5 separate regions of the Mus musculus genome follow, and all the other regions are linked to region 1. Evidence: chromatin contacts called from public HiCAR-type, HiChIP or PLAC-seq, Micro-C and promoter capture Hi-C data. All regions are on one chromosome and are shown on one strand. The core of a region is the stretch at or near the end of the contact, and the rest is flanking DNA. Distances in the headings are between cores, read along the strand shown.

Region 1 (2,795 bases), core at 113-2,612:
ATACTAAATAAACACCTTGGCTTTAGGAAAGATGCTGGAGCAGGCTGTTGGGAGTGTCAATGGTTTAAATGGGAAGCTATAGAGTTGAGTTCAGCTGTAGAGGCCTAAGAGCCAAATGTAGGTCCAGATGAAGGGATGGATGGATGGTACAGCTGGAGGAATAGAAAGATGGACAGTTGACCAAACCTTGTCAACAGTGAGGACTTAACTGAGTTCAAGCCTCAGGGGCAGTCAAGTGTTCTTTGCCTATCAGGATGGTCGGATGATAGATTGGTAGGGGTTGTTGCCATCACAGTGCTAGATGTCTATCTCTTTATGGAGTCCAGGTGAGGACGTTGCACCCTTTTCTTGGTATGATGTGCCTACCACGTTCTTGTGCCTGGTTTCCCAAACAATTGTAACAAACCTATGCGCTGTTACAGTTTACCCTGATAAATTCATAGGGTGCCACCCTTTCAACGCCAAGCTATAAGGCATTTTCAGTCTGTGAGTGGAACTGGATACATGGTAAGTAGCATTCGTGTCCCCTCCGGTGCAGGCATCCCCCATCCTCAAAGTGGAGTCAAAGCTCGTCTCTCAAAAGCTAAAAAATAATCTACACTTACAGAAGATGAAACAGGTAGAGCAGGACATACCCTGACCTTTATTTTCTATCTATTCAAAACCTGACTAAAATAAATAACATAAATACGTTATCTTTATCACATCTCTCCTACCAACTTATCTTTTCCTCTTAAATATAACTTCTTTCCATGGACTTTATTACCTACTGTAGTTTCACTTCTATAGTAAGGCAACTGCCACCATTACGGACATACCCTTACTACATGGACAACAGGGCAGTCTGTCTCGTAGTATTTCTCTTAAAGGCTTCTTTCTGCACCAGCTGCAGGGCAACCTAGAGGTAGTGTCTGTTGGAGTGGGAAGCAATCCCCCACTCTTGTCAGTGGCTCCCAGGACCTAAGCTGCAGCTAGCTTTGCTTCTCCTATTTTTCCAACTGCGCGCTTGACTCCACAGTGTAGACTTGCCCGTGCCTCGCCATAGTGACATGGTGTCACCCCCCAAGAGCGACACAGCCCTGTGGCAGGTCCTGTCATTCTCCCCATTTTCTCCTCCCAGGAGTCTTCCTCCTGCCGGCCTTCCTTCGGTCACATGACAGGAAGCGCGGCTCTCCCAACGTCAAGACGTCTGCCCCCCCATCTCCATGTCCCCCGGCGCACGGTACGCAAAAAGCGCTGGCGGAGCGCTAGCGGGGCTCTGCGAGCAATCCGGTTGGAGAGCGTGTGCACGGCAGGGCGCGGGTTCCCGGATGTCAGCCTCCCGCAGGCTCCGCCCCGCCCCGCCCCGCGCTCGCTCCGCCCTCTGCGCGCCCTGTTCCGTGCCTTGAGGTTGCGGTCAGCGCGAGCCGCTGCAACGAGTCGGGGCCGCCTGTGAGCGTGAGGCTGCAACCCTCTCCTCCCGCCGACGCATCTCCAACCGGGACTCCGCCCGCCTCGCTCCGGGCCCAGGCCCCGTTGCACCCCGCCCGGCGCCGGACAGCAAAGCCGCCGTCGCCGCGTCCCGAGGATCCTACAGCCGCCGCCAGCGCCGCCCGCCGAGCAAGATGGTGAGACCTCGGTTCCCCGGTCGCGCGAGGGAGGGCCCGGGGCGTCCTCTCGGATAGAAAATTCCAGAGGCCTGGAGGGTGCAGGTGCTGGGTTTCAAGTCCTCGGCTACTTGCGCGGCCCCCGGCTCTGCGCGCTCCCGGGCCGCTGCAAGGCCCTTGCAAGCCCCCCAGCCCCTGCGCGCCTCCTCCGGGCCTCCGCGCGCCCCCCGGCCCCCTGCAAACGCCGGACGTCTCCGCGCTCCCCGAGATTCGCCGCCCCCGCCCTCCGCACGACCCTGGGCCTCCGGGCGCCCACAGAGCCGCCGCCCCCGGGCTCCTAAGCCCGTGGGCCTCCGCGCAACCCCGGCCCCGTCGCCTGTCTGGCTCGTTCGGCCTTTTCTGAACCCCGGTCCCGGGGGGCTGCGCCCTCGCTACCCTCCTCCACGTGAAACCCACTTTCCGCCCCCAGATGGGTTTCCAGGTTGGGTTTTCTGAAATCCGGTGGAAATGATAGTGTGCGGCAAATGGCGCTTTATGTAAGACCCACTTCTCCAGAGTTGTGCTTCCTCCCACTCACTCCGCATTTTCCAGCAGCGAGCCTTGGCAGGGATCCTTCCACTTTCTTGCCTTCTTCGCTCGTTTTCGCATTTATCTCTCTGCTGTTTGCAACCGTAGGGGATTTTTTTTTTTCCCGAGGCCGCTTTTCTCTGCGTTGGTGAACATGAAAGGGCCAGCGTGTATATTAGCTAAGACACCGGGCCTAGAGAAATGCTCATATTGGTTTGTTAATATTTTCTTAGTATTTTTATTTCTGTTTTTCCGGTGCTTGTGGTAGTTGTTTTTGAACGATGGCGATTTAAATTTTCCCTTCCTTACTTTCCTATTAATCCGTAGGTGGAATTCACCATGTAGTATTTCTGGCTGACGCTAGGGGTGTGCCTCCTGCCTGTCACCATAGCCAAGAAATCTATGACGCCTTTAGCTTGTTACCTTACTGGTTCTGTAGCTTCACTGGGCCTCCGTTTCGTCTTTGCAATCAAGAATTGTGTTCACAGACAAACATAGCTGCACTGCGAGTTATATGTCATTTAGTTAAACAGGATACGGGATTGTGACACTTACTGTAAACATCTTTTCAGTACATATCAAAGAATTTCAGGCGGATTTGTGATACTTAGACTCTTTAATTGTACAATACCCCCTCGCATG
Region 2 (2,795 bases), core at 84-2,583, 900 kb before region 1:
TGGCCATGGTAGGGTTAAGTTTTTGTGTGACAGGAAAGCCATCAGCCAAGCACAAACTCAAAACTTATAAAATGGAAATATATAAACTTCACTGGTTTCTGGTAGCATTATTAAGATTAATGCATATTTCCAATTACTAAGGAAGACTATATGTCTATCTACATAGGAAACTATAATGAAAATAATTTAAATTATTCGGTGATTTTGGATAAAAATAAAATTTAAAATGCAAGTTCATTGACCCAGGGTTGAGTTGGGCAAGAACTGATAGGAGTTTCTGAGTGTATTTGTTGTTTTAAGATTCTTAATTTTAAGAATACAGTATACAACTCAAGCTTTTCCAAAGCAAATGACTAGGCTTATTCCAAGTCCTGAAACTTACTGGAGGGTTGTGTGTGTGTGTGTGTGTGTGTGTGTGTGTGTGTGTGTGTGTGTGTGTGTGTCTGTGTGTGTGTGTGTGTGTGTGTGAGAGAGAGAGAGAGAGAGAGAGAGAGCCTGCTAAAATATTGTCTATTCACATAATCCTAAAGACTATTATGTAATTAATGTTATGCAAAAGGAACTGAACAAAACAAAAATAAATCTTGTAAAGAGGACCTTAATGATTTGCAAAACCCCTCCTCCACCCAGAATACTGTGGGAGGGAGGCAACGCAGGCAATGGGTATAAGCATGAAAAAGATGATACGCATAGCGTTATGGACTTTTCCTTCTGGAGCATTCTCTAATACATGACTTTTGTACTTTTTGTGCCTTCCATTCGCCAGCTGGAGTGATCTGGTGCCTGCATGAATGGCCTCTCCTGGGCTGTAAACTGCTTACAATACATTCTGGTGAAATAATAATAGCATAAGATCATTTTAGCTGGAGCAGTTAATAACTGGTTAAGCGCCTTTTTCCTCCGTGGGCTGTTTTCATCTCCCCAAAGCAGTCACTCCCAACCCACCCCACTCCTCCTCCGTCTTTAACAATGCCTCAACTTCCTCCTGAAATCCCTAACCCCTACCCCAGAGCAAACGCCAAGACCCTAAACCTGTCCTTCTCTCTTTGCAAAACGCCATCTGATCCAGCTAAACCCGAGCTGACTGATGGGAGTAAAGGCGGACTGGAGAGCAGAGATCTGCCAGGGCCCCGCATCCCCACCCCCGGCCGGCAGGTGCGCAGTCCCGGCGCTCAGAGAGTTAAAGGCATCATTGCAGCCATTAGAGGCAAAGTTGGGCGCCGCGCGAGCCCAGTCCGCGCCGCCCTGCGCCCGCTCCACTCGCCGCGGGCTCGCTGGGCGTGGGGAGGGCGGCGAGCACGCAAGCCGAGCGACTGACGTGGGACGAACTGCCAGGTAGCGGAAGCAGCCAGCCGGCGGCGGAGACACTTCACGGCGTGGCAACCCGGGTCTGTGCCTTGAAGCCTCCGGATCGCAGCCAGCTCGGTCCATCCCTCACTAGTCGCAATCCCCTGTGTCCAAGCTACTCTTTGCTATGAGCGGCAGCATGCGTGCAGTATCGCGCCCCAGGCTCTGAGAGCAGCCTGCGGACACGCTTGCCTATCTGTCTTTTTAGGTTTTGGGGCTCTGGGCTACACGGATGTGCCCCACTCCCTTGGCATGATGGGGATCTTTTTGGCGTCTGTTGGATTTATGTTCTTTTCCGTGTTATATGTACAACAAGGGCTTTCTTCTCAAGGTAAGTCGGTTGCTTGTGATGTGTTTGTGGTGATGCGTGTGTGTGCTGAACCAACTCGAAGAATGGACAGACAGCTGGAGAGTGGCTCAAACCAAGCCAATAGCGGGTTTAGATAGTATGAATAGTGTTCATTTGGGCTTTTTCTCCCAAAGTTTATTAATTGCAAGCAAGCCAGGTTTCCGAGAAACATCTAGTAGATGCAAGCCAGGTAATGATGGGTGAGTTCAGTGAGCACATACACAGGTGTGTGTGTGTGTGTGTGTGTGTGTGTGTGTGTGTGTGTGTGTGTGCATTTTCACTGTGCATGAAGAAGGCAAGCACTCAGGAATACAAAGCTGCTCTTTGGAAGGGGCTCCTCTCTGGAGGCAGAAAGCTGTAGTCCCCTTCTCTGGTCCCTGTGACTTCTTCCCCATGTGTTTACCAGAGGACCCACAAGGAGCTATGAATTGCATCATAAGAGGCAGCAGCCTGCTGGGCCCAGTTGTTCAGGACTTTGCAGGCTGCGGTGGTTGCTTCAACACCATGAGCAAATCACAGTTTTTGCCTGCTGAAGACTGCATCACTTCTGCAAGCAGAAATGCCCCAGTCCACTAGCTAATGTAAGCAGAAAAGCCTTTTCAGACGGTACCTTTTGAATAGTGTCCATTTCTATAAAACATAAAATGTTCACTTTAATTATTGCTCAATTTGGGGTTTCATAAAACAGTGAAAAGAGACACCCAGATTCACTATCTTTAAGAAAAGAGGAGAAAGTGGCTGTAATCATTCCTGCCAGCCTTTCAGTCACCCTCCTTTCATATGTGTGCCTGTGCTTGTCCTCTTCTCTCCCCCACAAATAAAAGGCTCCTTCTAGACAGACATCAGGTCTTTGCAAAGTACCCCTTGGATAAGCTAAGAACAATCGCCTTCTTAACAAAAAAACAAAAATTCCATGTTCGAGGATCCCTCTAGGGAGGGAGGGGATTTTATTTTTGTGACTTTCACATGGATCTATTAATCTTACAAGCTGGCAGTGTCAAGGTTAGTTGCAAAGGGGCTAGACGGAGTCTCTGTGGTATCTTTCAAATAATCTTTGATCTGATCTAAACATGCGATGTATGATTTTTATATCTCCTTA
Region 3 (2,795 bases), core at 130-2,629, 620 kb before region 1:
TCACTTCTTTTGATTATGATGTTTAGATGTACACTGCCTACTTTAGCAATCTAAAGGCATGAGACTTTGTGTTATTCTACCCTCTCACCCAATACACTCTCATATTCTAGCAGCATGCATATCCTTACAGCCTTCCAGCTTTTCCTTCTACATCTTCATTCCAATCAACTCCTGAACCTAAAGGTCAGGGAACATTGCAGATTTGCTTTGAAATTGTGTCTCCTCCTAACATCAGAAGCTGTACCTATAAAGTCTCAGCAACATGACTATATATGCATGAACTGAACATGGACAGGAATAATAGACATGCTCAAGTGAATGGGATTCGGACAAGGGAAGACATGAAGCCTCAACCATGTATAAAGAACCAAGCAACTAAGGAATGCTGACAGTGGGAGAAGTAGTCTCCCCAGGGTCGAACACACTAGTTGGCTATCCAATGCCAAATGGTAAGCTGCAAAAACATACACACATACAAGAAACATTACACAGACTAAGCAGATTGCATTTATGTAATTAGGATATGAATACATATTCATATACACACATCAGTATGTAACAACAAATAATAAAAAATAAGGTCACAAATCTAAAAGAGAACAAGGAGTGTTATATGGGAGGATTTGGAGAGTAGAAAGGGAAGGGGTGATGTGATTGTTCACAAAAACAAAATTAAATAATTAAAAATTTCTATTGTAGTAACTTATACATAGTATATTGTCATTAATCATATCTATTTTCAGATAAGAGCAACAGCTATTACATCTGGAAGCTAAAATACCAATAACAACTTGAAATATCAACTTAAGGAATCAAGAGGAATACAATGAAATAAATATACGGTATTTATTAATGAACAAAACTGATACACTGACAGATGTTAGAAACCTGGCTCTTTCTCTGGAATGGGGAAAAACTGTGGGCAGCAAATGTTTACCTAGACCCTATGGGCCATATACAAAATGTCCTCTCAGCTCTTGAAAAAGATTTTGCTGCATAAAGCAAGAAAAGGGGAAAACTTCTGTAGGGCTTGATAGTCTTTAAATAAGTTCAACTTGAGTCACTCCCCTCACCCACTGTGAATGTCTTCAAGGCTTGAAAGCATTGCCAGCCACTATTTCCTCTGATGGAAATGTAGAGAGTTAGGGAAAGAAACACATAAATAAAGCTTCCCACCAGACTCATGAGGGTGTGGCTGGGCAAGGAGCAGGAACTGCCATCTACCCCCATTGAAAAGGACAACAAAAAGAGAGATTTTAAGTTGTTTGGTGATGCTAGAGGTCATTTAGTTCAATATTTCTTTCACCAAAGAGGAAGCTCAGCTCCAGACACAGTTAGACAATCACAGAGCTACTGAAAGGCAGTGTCAGGCCCAGAGCCCAGAGCTGGAGTCCCAGTCCAAACCACTTTTTTTCTGCATCACAGCTGCCTCTCCACAGCCCTGAGGTTTTACAGTTTCACTTATTCAAATGCAAATATTTTGTGTGCTTTATATTTCTTTACTAACTGGAGTTTGCTCTACAGAATAAATGAGTGTGGGTTGGCCATGTCAACGTGATCAACCCCCTTTAAAACACTGGATTGCCTTGGTCTCGATTTTTGACGTGGAACTCGCTTTTTTTACCCATCAAGCCTTCTTTGCTTGCACTTAGTGGATGTTACACATAGTAAGGATGAGATCACTGAAATCAATGGCCCAGAGGAAAGTCTTCCCTATTCCCATTCCCACTCCTACTTTGGGAAATAGTCCAGCAAACTGGTTGCTATGAAACCTGTGCAGCTGGGCTCAGAGGGAGTCTGGGTGGTCTCACAACAGCTTTTGAAACTTGGAGAAAACTAGGGAAGTTGTATGTTTATCCATTATCACACCAATGGGAATAAACATGATTAACATATATCTTCAGATAGTCGTGATTTTTAGAGAAATAGGCACAGCTAAGGGAGCACTTCACTGTAAGGTAATAGATTCTGTGATGAGGATTAGATGAATTCAAGATATCACCACAACAGAGTGGTATCTTAACCCTGCCTTCTAAGGCTAGTGAGTATATCTGCAGAAGATGACCTTAAGCAGAAATAAGAGAGAAAAAAGGGGGGTGAATAACTGACAAAGTAGAAGAGAAAATGTTTCTAGTAGATCCCAGTTTATTCTAGAAGCTCAGAAGCATCAGGGAACCCATGCAACAGATGAGCAGAAATCAGAGGTGTCTCTGGAGCCCAGTACAGAGGAACAGGACCAGTGGAGGAACAGGTATTGACAGGATGGGTTGGGAGGAGCTTAAAGGCCTAACATTCTACATACTAAACCTTTTCATCTGCTTCAGACTGTACATGTGACAGTTGCACCTTTAGGAATACAGTGTGTCTCCTGTACCCATGAGCCTGGCCGTCTGAACTTTGGTGCACTGTGTTACTGAGATAATGAGAGAGTTGTGCAAAGCAAGGCATATAATGGGTAATGTAATGCGTCTGGCATTCAGGAACAAGTGCTTGCATGGGGGAGCAAGAGTGGTCTTCTGGTTAAATCAAGGCCTGTATCTTTGAGTAAGAACAAATGGCGTGAGAGATAAGATTAGCTTTAGCTAACAGGAAAAGAAAGATATCCAATTCTGTGGGACATTAAAGGGACATTTCTTTGCCTCACATGTGAAGACACCCTGAAGGAAGAAGCTAGGCCTGCCATGGCCATCTTGTCTGAGAGGGAATTCCACCTCTTCTGCTTCTGGAGTACATCACTGCCCAGTGTTGCTACTATGCTACAGCCGGTACCCCTGTCCTGCCAAGAAGTCAGACAA
Region 4 (2,795 bases), core at 131-2,630, 610 kb before region 1:
ACCACCTCTTTAGAGACATTTCTGAGAATAAAGTGGATTTGGCTGTCTATATATCGGGCAACACGGCTTTTGGTACATAAATAAAAATGTAAAAATGAAATAATGAAAAAGTAATCAGTGTTGTCTTAGCTACAAGTTCAATTACATTGAATTTATATACATTGTAGATGTGGAAGCAAGATAAATAGGAAGAAAGATAACATTTTTCAAATTCAGCCCATTAAATGCTTTGTTGTTATAGAAGCAAGAACCTTTTGTCCTGATTCTTAACATTTTCAGGCCTGTCCTGCCCTCTCTTCTTTGTCACTCAAAACTGGCCTCATGTATTCAACCTTTTGCTTATGTGTAAGTCTGCCTCTCATTTCCAGGTGCCAGTGGTACATCTCAGCATTTCAGTACTGAGCCATTACAAACTCCATGTTCTCATGCAAAACACTGGTAAAGATTTTTCACATCTATTAATTTACTAATAAATTTTGTATGTATTTAATCTTTATTTTAAAAATGTTTAGGTTCTTTATTGTATTATTTTTTGTGTGTGATTGTTTTGCCTCCATGTGTCTATATAATGAGGGCTAGTAAGATTTCTCAGTGGTGGAGATCTCACTACAAAACCTAGTGATATCTATTCAAGTCCTGATGGCAGAGGGAGGAGGAAATTGACTTCTCTAACATCTGCATGCATGTGCACTTGTACAGAGACATGCAAAAACACAAAATATATAAATAAATATATAACACACAAAACACCTTGAACTACTTTCTATCCATAGAAATTATGATTAATAATCAACTTATTGTTTCCATATTTAATTAGAAAATAATTTTAAGTGGACTAAGCTAGCCTTATGGGCAAACATGTATATAAGTTAAATGTGTATTATAGTTTACCATATGTGCATATTATTATTGTTGCACTTGGTAATATGTGTTATAGGTACCTTTCTTTAGTGTTGGGAATTGAATTCAGGGTCTTGTGGGGGGGGGGGTGTGCTAGATGATCTCCTACCAAGCTGCAACCCTAGCTGTGTAGTATTTTTTCTAAGTGTCTCCACTGACATTTTTAAATTCCCCTAAGAGTAGAAGATATATTAGACTTCTTTATGTAACTCTCATACCTGGCAGAGGGACTTCCAAAACAGCTCCTCTGTAACGGTATATTGAGTTAAGGAAATCCTCAATCATCTCCCCCATAGAGCTATCCTCTGTCTTTAGAGTAGACGAGGTAGGAAAATTATGAGCTTTAGTTTCACTATCTGGCATGTTTCTTTGTGGAAAGGAAAAAAAATATCAGTTAAACCCCACTTTTTCATCAAGGACATTCAGTGTGTCCCCCGGGGAAAAAGCAGACCAAAGAACAATAAAGGATAGCCTGAAATGGAGGTGTGTGGTTCCTGTACTGCTTTGTACACTAGGAGAAGGGATGGTGTTACTTCAAAGGTATTTGTTTGAAATAGGAAACCAAATTTAGGTTTAGTTCTCCCTATTACACTGCATCCTGAATATAAATACAAACCCAAGCCCTTCTGAATCAGTTTGATTTTCTAGTAAATATAATTTGTCTTTGGCTTCCTTGAAATATTTTAGAGAAGGAACAACATTTTATTTGTTGTTTTGAACTTCGCTTTAAGAATAACGAGTAAAAGCTGAAGTCTTACTTGATGGCAAAGGTTTTGTAATCTGTACAAGGGCCCCAGATTTTGTTCTGTAATAGCTTGTAGCAGAATGATAGCTGTGCTGTGCATGCTGAACCCCTCCCTGCCCCTCAGGTATTCTTAAAGGGAAGTTCAAATCAACATGGCAGTTCCTCAGAAAGTTGGGAATTGATCTACCCCAAGATCCAGCTATATATATAGCTACTCTTGGGACTATACCCAAAGGATGTCTTAACCTATCAAGCAGACACTTGCTCAAACATGTTCATTCTGGCTTTATCATAAGATCCAGAAAGTGTAAATAACCTAGATGCCCCTCAACAGAAAAATGGATAAAGAAAAAGTGGTGCACTTATACAATGGAGTATTATTCAGCTGTTTAAAAAAAATCACACCATGAAATTTACAGGCAAGTAGATGGAACTAGGAAAAATCACTCTGAGAGAGGAAATTCAGACCAATAGAGATAAATATGGTATGTATTTATTTATAAGTATATATTAGCTGTTAAGTACATGATAACTAAACTACAATTTGTATACCCAGAGAGATTAGGTATAGAGGAAGAGTCAGTGAGGGACATACAAATCTCTCTCAGGGTGGAGCTGGTATTAGATTTTACAGGCAAACTGGGGGAGGGTCTGGAAGGGAGTAGGTACATCAAGTTGGGGTAGGGGGGGAGAAGGGGAGATAGGGCAGAGGGAGAGAATGTAGGGAAAGACAATGAAATTGAGCAACATTTGAGGGATGATGTGGAAACCTATTTCAAAAATGTAAACTTTCTAAAATCCATAATGCCCTAATGAGGCCTCCTAATAATGGGAAATATGGAGTCTCAACTGGGCATCTTCTGTAACCATACAAGGCTTCCTGTAGCAGGACTTGGTTGCATTCAATTGAACTATTGGCCATGGTGGTCCTATGGAAATCCCCAAACAATGCATGCTATTGCTAAGATACCAAGTTGTTCTCTGCCAACTATCAAGGGGCACCATTGCCAAGGACAGCACTCACACAACTCATTAAACATGGAGCAGTTGAGCTGGTGCCTACATGGAGCCTTTGGAAAGGTCTTCTGCAGGGTACCAAAAGAGAAACATAGGTACAAACCTAGGCACAAAACATTTGACCTACAATTTG
Region 5 (2,795 bases), core at 107-2,606, 570 kb before region 1:
ACCTGTTAAAAAGTCTCTAAGCCCCCTTATCTTGATTGTTGCCCCTCTGACTTAGGGGACTAAAATTCACAGGTAATTCAGATACTTCGATACAGTGGGAATACTGAGGTCTCCGGAAGGAAGCTAAGCATGAAGCAGCTGCTGTTGTTGTGTGAGTTTGCACAGATTGTAGTTTGAGGGAAGTTGGTTTAATGGCTTCAATACAGTTGACTGCTGGGAAGAAAATAAAAAATGGAACCACTTAAGCAGTAAACAAAATTGTAAGAAACATAAGTAAAGGGGCTTTTGTAGATGCTACTTATCTAAATAAAAGACATTTTCACCTCCATCAAATAAATTAAATAAGTTTCAAATTTAAAAAAATTACAGTACATAAGGGAAAAACAGATTAGTAGAGATCTCTTTGTTTCGGTTGGCATTCTTTCAAGGATCCGCCCAACAGTTACCTAGCAACAGCCAGGTTGGCCTGGCTTACTGTAAAAGGGATTGTTTGACCTCTCCCTATCTCTCTGACTCTCTTCTCCCTTTGACTGACCCCTTTCTCCCTCTCTCCCCATTTCCGGTCTCCCCTTTTCTCGATGCTCTCTGGCCTGCCTCTTTTCTTTCTCTCCCTCTATTCCCTTCTCAACTCCCCTTCCCATGTCCCCAAATAATCTCTATGCTACCTTGGGAGGGGGCCTCGTCGTTGGCTTGCTTAGGTACGCCCTCCTACTGCATCGTAAGGTGCTCTAGAAAACATATCCCCGTTTCTATAAAACACATAAGTTTCTCTAAAACAAACCTTAAAAGATTACAGTGCATGGAAATAAGACAAACATAATTATAATAAAGTGAGTAAAAATCAAGGAAGAAGATGAAGCGGTGTTGTTTTTACAAATACAACTCCACATATGTGAAAGAAACAGAATAGAAAAATACTCTCAAAATTATCCTTAGAGATTGAGATTTTTCAAAGCTTCCGACACTTTTATCCACACTTAATGTGTGAGATTTTAGCAATACTATTACTTAACACTTACAATTAGAAAAGCTTTAATGCTATATTTAGCAACATAGGAAACGTTTCCCACTTCCAGCAGATTTTTCTGTTTGTTTGTTTGTGGGAAGCAGGCTGAAGGAAGATGATTATAACCAGCTGCCCCTTCAATGGATCAGGACTCAAACTTCTTTGCCTGGGGTTAGCACCGGTCTTAGATGTATCCCGAGAGTAGAACATGGCTGCTTCTTGTGGGTGAGGAAGGCCCTTTTGCTGCTGTGAGATTTATAAATAGGGTCACCCAGGCGTGTAGTGACGCTGAGTGACTTGGCCATAGTAACCAAGTGAGTCAGCAGGAGGCCAGGCTCCGGTCAGAATGCACTCATCCGGAGCAGCTCTGGGAGCAGCAACAGCTGCCATGGAGAGCTGGAGGAAGACCTTTTGTAGAGCCCTGTGAGGAATGCAAGGCACGTGGTGTGTTTGAGTAACCAGGCTTGCCAGATTGCCTTTCAAGTGCAGAGCCCAGGGGGATGCAGCCAAAGGAGAGCAGAGGGTTACTGACGTGTTTTCAGGGGGTTTTCTTAGCCTGAGTGAGTAAGGCATGCCCTTCTCTCTTCCAAACAGGGAGGCTGCAGGTTGGTGGTCAGACCACCTGGCCCTGCTGCTACTCAACTTTCATTAAACCTTCTGTAGCCCATTTTGGAGTCTTTTCTTTGCAGGTTTATCAATCTCCATGTAGTCAGCAAGGGCAACCGCAATGCTTTTCTCCTGGCCCCTGGCATGGCCAGGTTGGCTGGGCCCTGAAGGTGCTTTTTTGCCCTAGTAGCTGAGATCTACATTTGTCCCTCATCTGTATTCTGAATTCATGGAGATTTCTGTGCGGAGAGTGCTGGACAAGTTGAAACTGGGCAGGTATTTCTCAGGAATGTTTTTAGAATTCCATTTGAATGCCTTTTCTCTAGTGTCATTTACTGTAGCTGAAGCAGCCAAATTACTGGGATACTCACTGACCAAGACAGGCTGACTGCTGGTCAGCTATCAACCTGGCTCTACAGAAGCGAAAGGATCCGTGGGATCTGCTAGTGTGTGTGTGTGTGTGTATGTATGTGTGTGTGTGTGTGTGTGAGAGAGAGAGAGAGAGAGAGAGAGAGAGAGAGAGAGAGAGAAAGAGAGAGAGAGAGAGCGCACGAGTGAGAGACAGAGACAGAGAGAGACAGAGACAGAGACAGAAGCTTCAGAATATTTCAAAGCTCCCTGGGATGTGAACATTCAGAAGTTGAGAAGCTGGTGTGGAGCATAACAGGCCACCCTTGCCAAGATGGCTTCTGATACTGTTGTGTTTTATAAAAAGAAAGAGGATACGTTTGATAAAGCCAGGTATGGTGAGGTGGGAGGGGTGCCTTGGCGGGTCATGACAGGTATAGTGTAGACAGAGTTTATTTAGGGCATGGGAAGCGGGGGGGGGGGGGGGTTAGAAGGAAGTAGAGGCAGAGAAAAACACACAGAGGGGGAGAAGGGAGGTGGGGAGAGCGGGGGTAGGGGGGGAAGGCTGTCCAGGAACAGGTGGAGAGGGGTGCGGAGGAATGGGAGGGAGGGAGAAAGGGGTCAGGGAGAGAAGAGAGTCAGAGAAAATTAGAGAGTAAGAGGAGGGAGCAAACAACCCCTTTTATAGTGAGCCAGGCCTACCTGGCTGTTGCCAGGTAACTGTTGGGCGGAGCCTAGAAGGAATGCTAACAGATAACTGTACTTATCCTGAATCTTGCTGCAGGCCTGTCCTCCTGGGCAGGGGCAGCAAAGAGTGGGAGCTCTGGCTTCAGAG

Evidence for each region. Promoter capture Hi-C pulls out the DNA fragments that hold promoters and counts their contacts. A called contact is a pair of places that touch in the nucleus more often than the background predicts. HiCAR-type assays count read pairs that join an accessible place to other places. HiChIP or PLAC-seq counts read pairs in DNA pulled down with a chosen protein or histone mark.
Region 2: a contact with region 1 is called in a HiCAR-type map of astrocytes, with 2.8 times the contacts expected there. The contact joins the promoter of Vstm2a here to the promoter of Ppp3r1 in region 1. A contact is called at or near these places in 2 of 39 promoter capture datasets (the 3T3-L1 cell line and liver) and 1 of 115 datasets of contacts at active chromatin or transcription factors (astrocytes).
Region 3: a contact with region 1 is called in an H3K27ac HiChIP or PLAC-seq map of embryonic stem cells, with 5 times the contacts expected there. The contact joins the enhancer-like site here to the promoter of Ppp3r1 in region 1. A contact is called at or near these places in 11 of 39 promoter capture datasets (the 3T3-L1 cell line, the C10 cell line, the HPC-7 cell line and 8 more), 2 of 15 datasets of contacts at CTCF or cohesin (the NIH/3T3 cell line and pro-B cells), 7 of 484 Hi-C or Micro-C datasets (B cells, adipose-derived mesenchymal stem cells, cardiomyocytes and 2 more), 15 of 115 datasets of contacts at active chromatin or transcription factors (astrocytes, cardiomyocytes, embryonic forebrain and 8 more) and 1 of 9 other capture datasets (embryonic stem cells).
Region 4: a contact with region 1 is called in a promoter capture Hi-C map of pre-B cells. The contact joins the enhancer-like site here to the promoter of Ppp3r1 in region 1. A contact is called at or near these places in 10 of 39 promoter capture datasets (the 3T3-L1 cell line, the C10 cell line, cranial neural crest and 7 more), 1 of 15 datasets of contacts at CTCF or cohesin (the NIH/3T3 cell line) and 1 of 115 datasets of contacts at active chromatin or transcription factors (pro-B cells).
Region 5: a Micro-C map of embryonic stem cells shows a contact between it and region 1, with 4 times the contacts expected there. The contact joins the enhancer-like site here to the promoter of Ppp3r1 in region 1. A contact is called at or near these places in 2 of 39 promoter capture datasets (cranial neural crest and pre-B cells), 2 of 484 Hi-C or Micro-C datasets (both in embryonic stem cells) and 3 of 115 datasets of contacts at active chromatin or transcription factors (astrocytes and embryonic stem cells).

What each region holds. Positions count from the first base shown.
Region 1 is chr11:17,157,936-17,160,730 of GRCm38.p6, forward strand. Ppp3r1 (protein phosphatase 3, regulatory subunit B, alpha isoform (calcineurin B, type I)) reads left to right here and starts at 1,363. Exons shown (of 6, transcript NM_024459.2): 1 at 1,363-1,607. The coding sequence starts at 1,605.
Region 2 is chr11:16,256,409-16,259,203 of GRCm38.p6, forward strand. It overlaps Vstm2a (V-set and transmembrane domain containing 2A), which reads left to right and starts at 1,334. Exons shown (of 5, transcript NM_001290539.2): 1 at 1,334-1,678. The coding sequence starts at 1,600.
Region 3 is chr11:16,533,617-16,536,411 of GRCm38.p6, forward strand. No RefSeq gene overlaps it. Among named protein-coding and RNA genes, the nearest start is that of Sec61g, 27 kb to the left of the region's middle. Within about 2 kb of position 1,380, at least 33 of the 459 cell types and tissues checked have an H3K27ac peak or open chromatin away from gene starts, as enhancers often do. A contact at or near this core is called in astrocytes, embryonic stem cells, liver and 2 more, where this site is marked.
Region 4 is chr11:16,551,276-16,554,070 of GRCm38.p6, forward strand. No RefSeq gene overlaps it. Among named protein-coding and RNA genes, the nearest start is that of Sec61g, 44 kb to the left of the region's middle. Within about 2 kb of position 1,381, at least 1 of the 459 cell types and tissues checked has an H3K27ac peak or open chromatin away from gene starts, as enhancers often do. A contact at or near this core is called in pre-B cells, where this site is marked.
Region 5 is chr11:16,590,280-16,593,074 of GRCm38.p6, forward strand. No RefSeq gene overlaps it. Among named protein-coding and RNA genes, the nearest start is that of Sec61g, 83 kb to the left of the region's middle. Within about 2 kb of position 1,357, at least 232 of the 459 cell types and tissues checked have an H3K27ac peak or open chromatin away from gene starts, as enhancers often do. A contact at or near this core is called in astrocytes and embryonic stem cells, where this site is marked.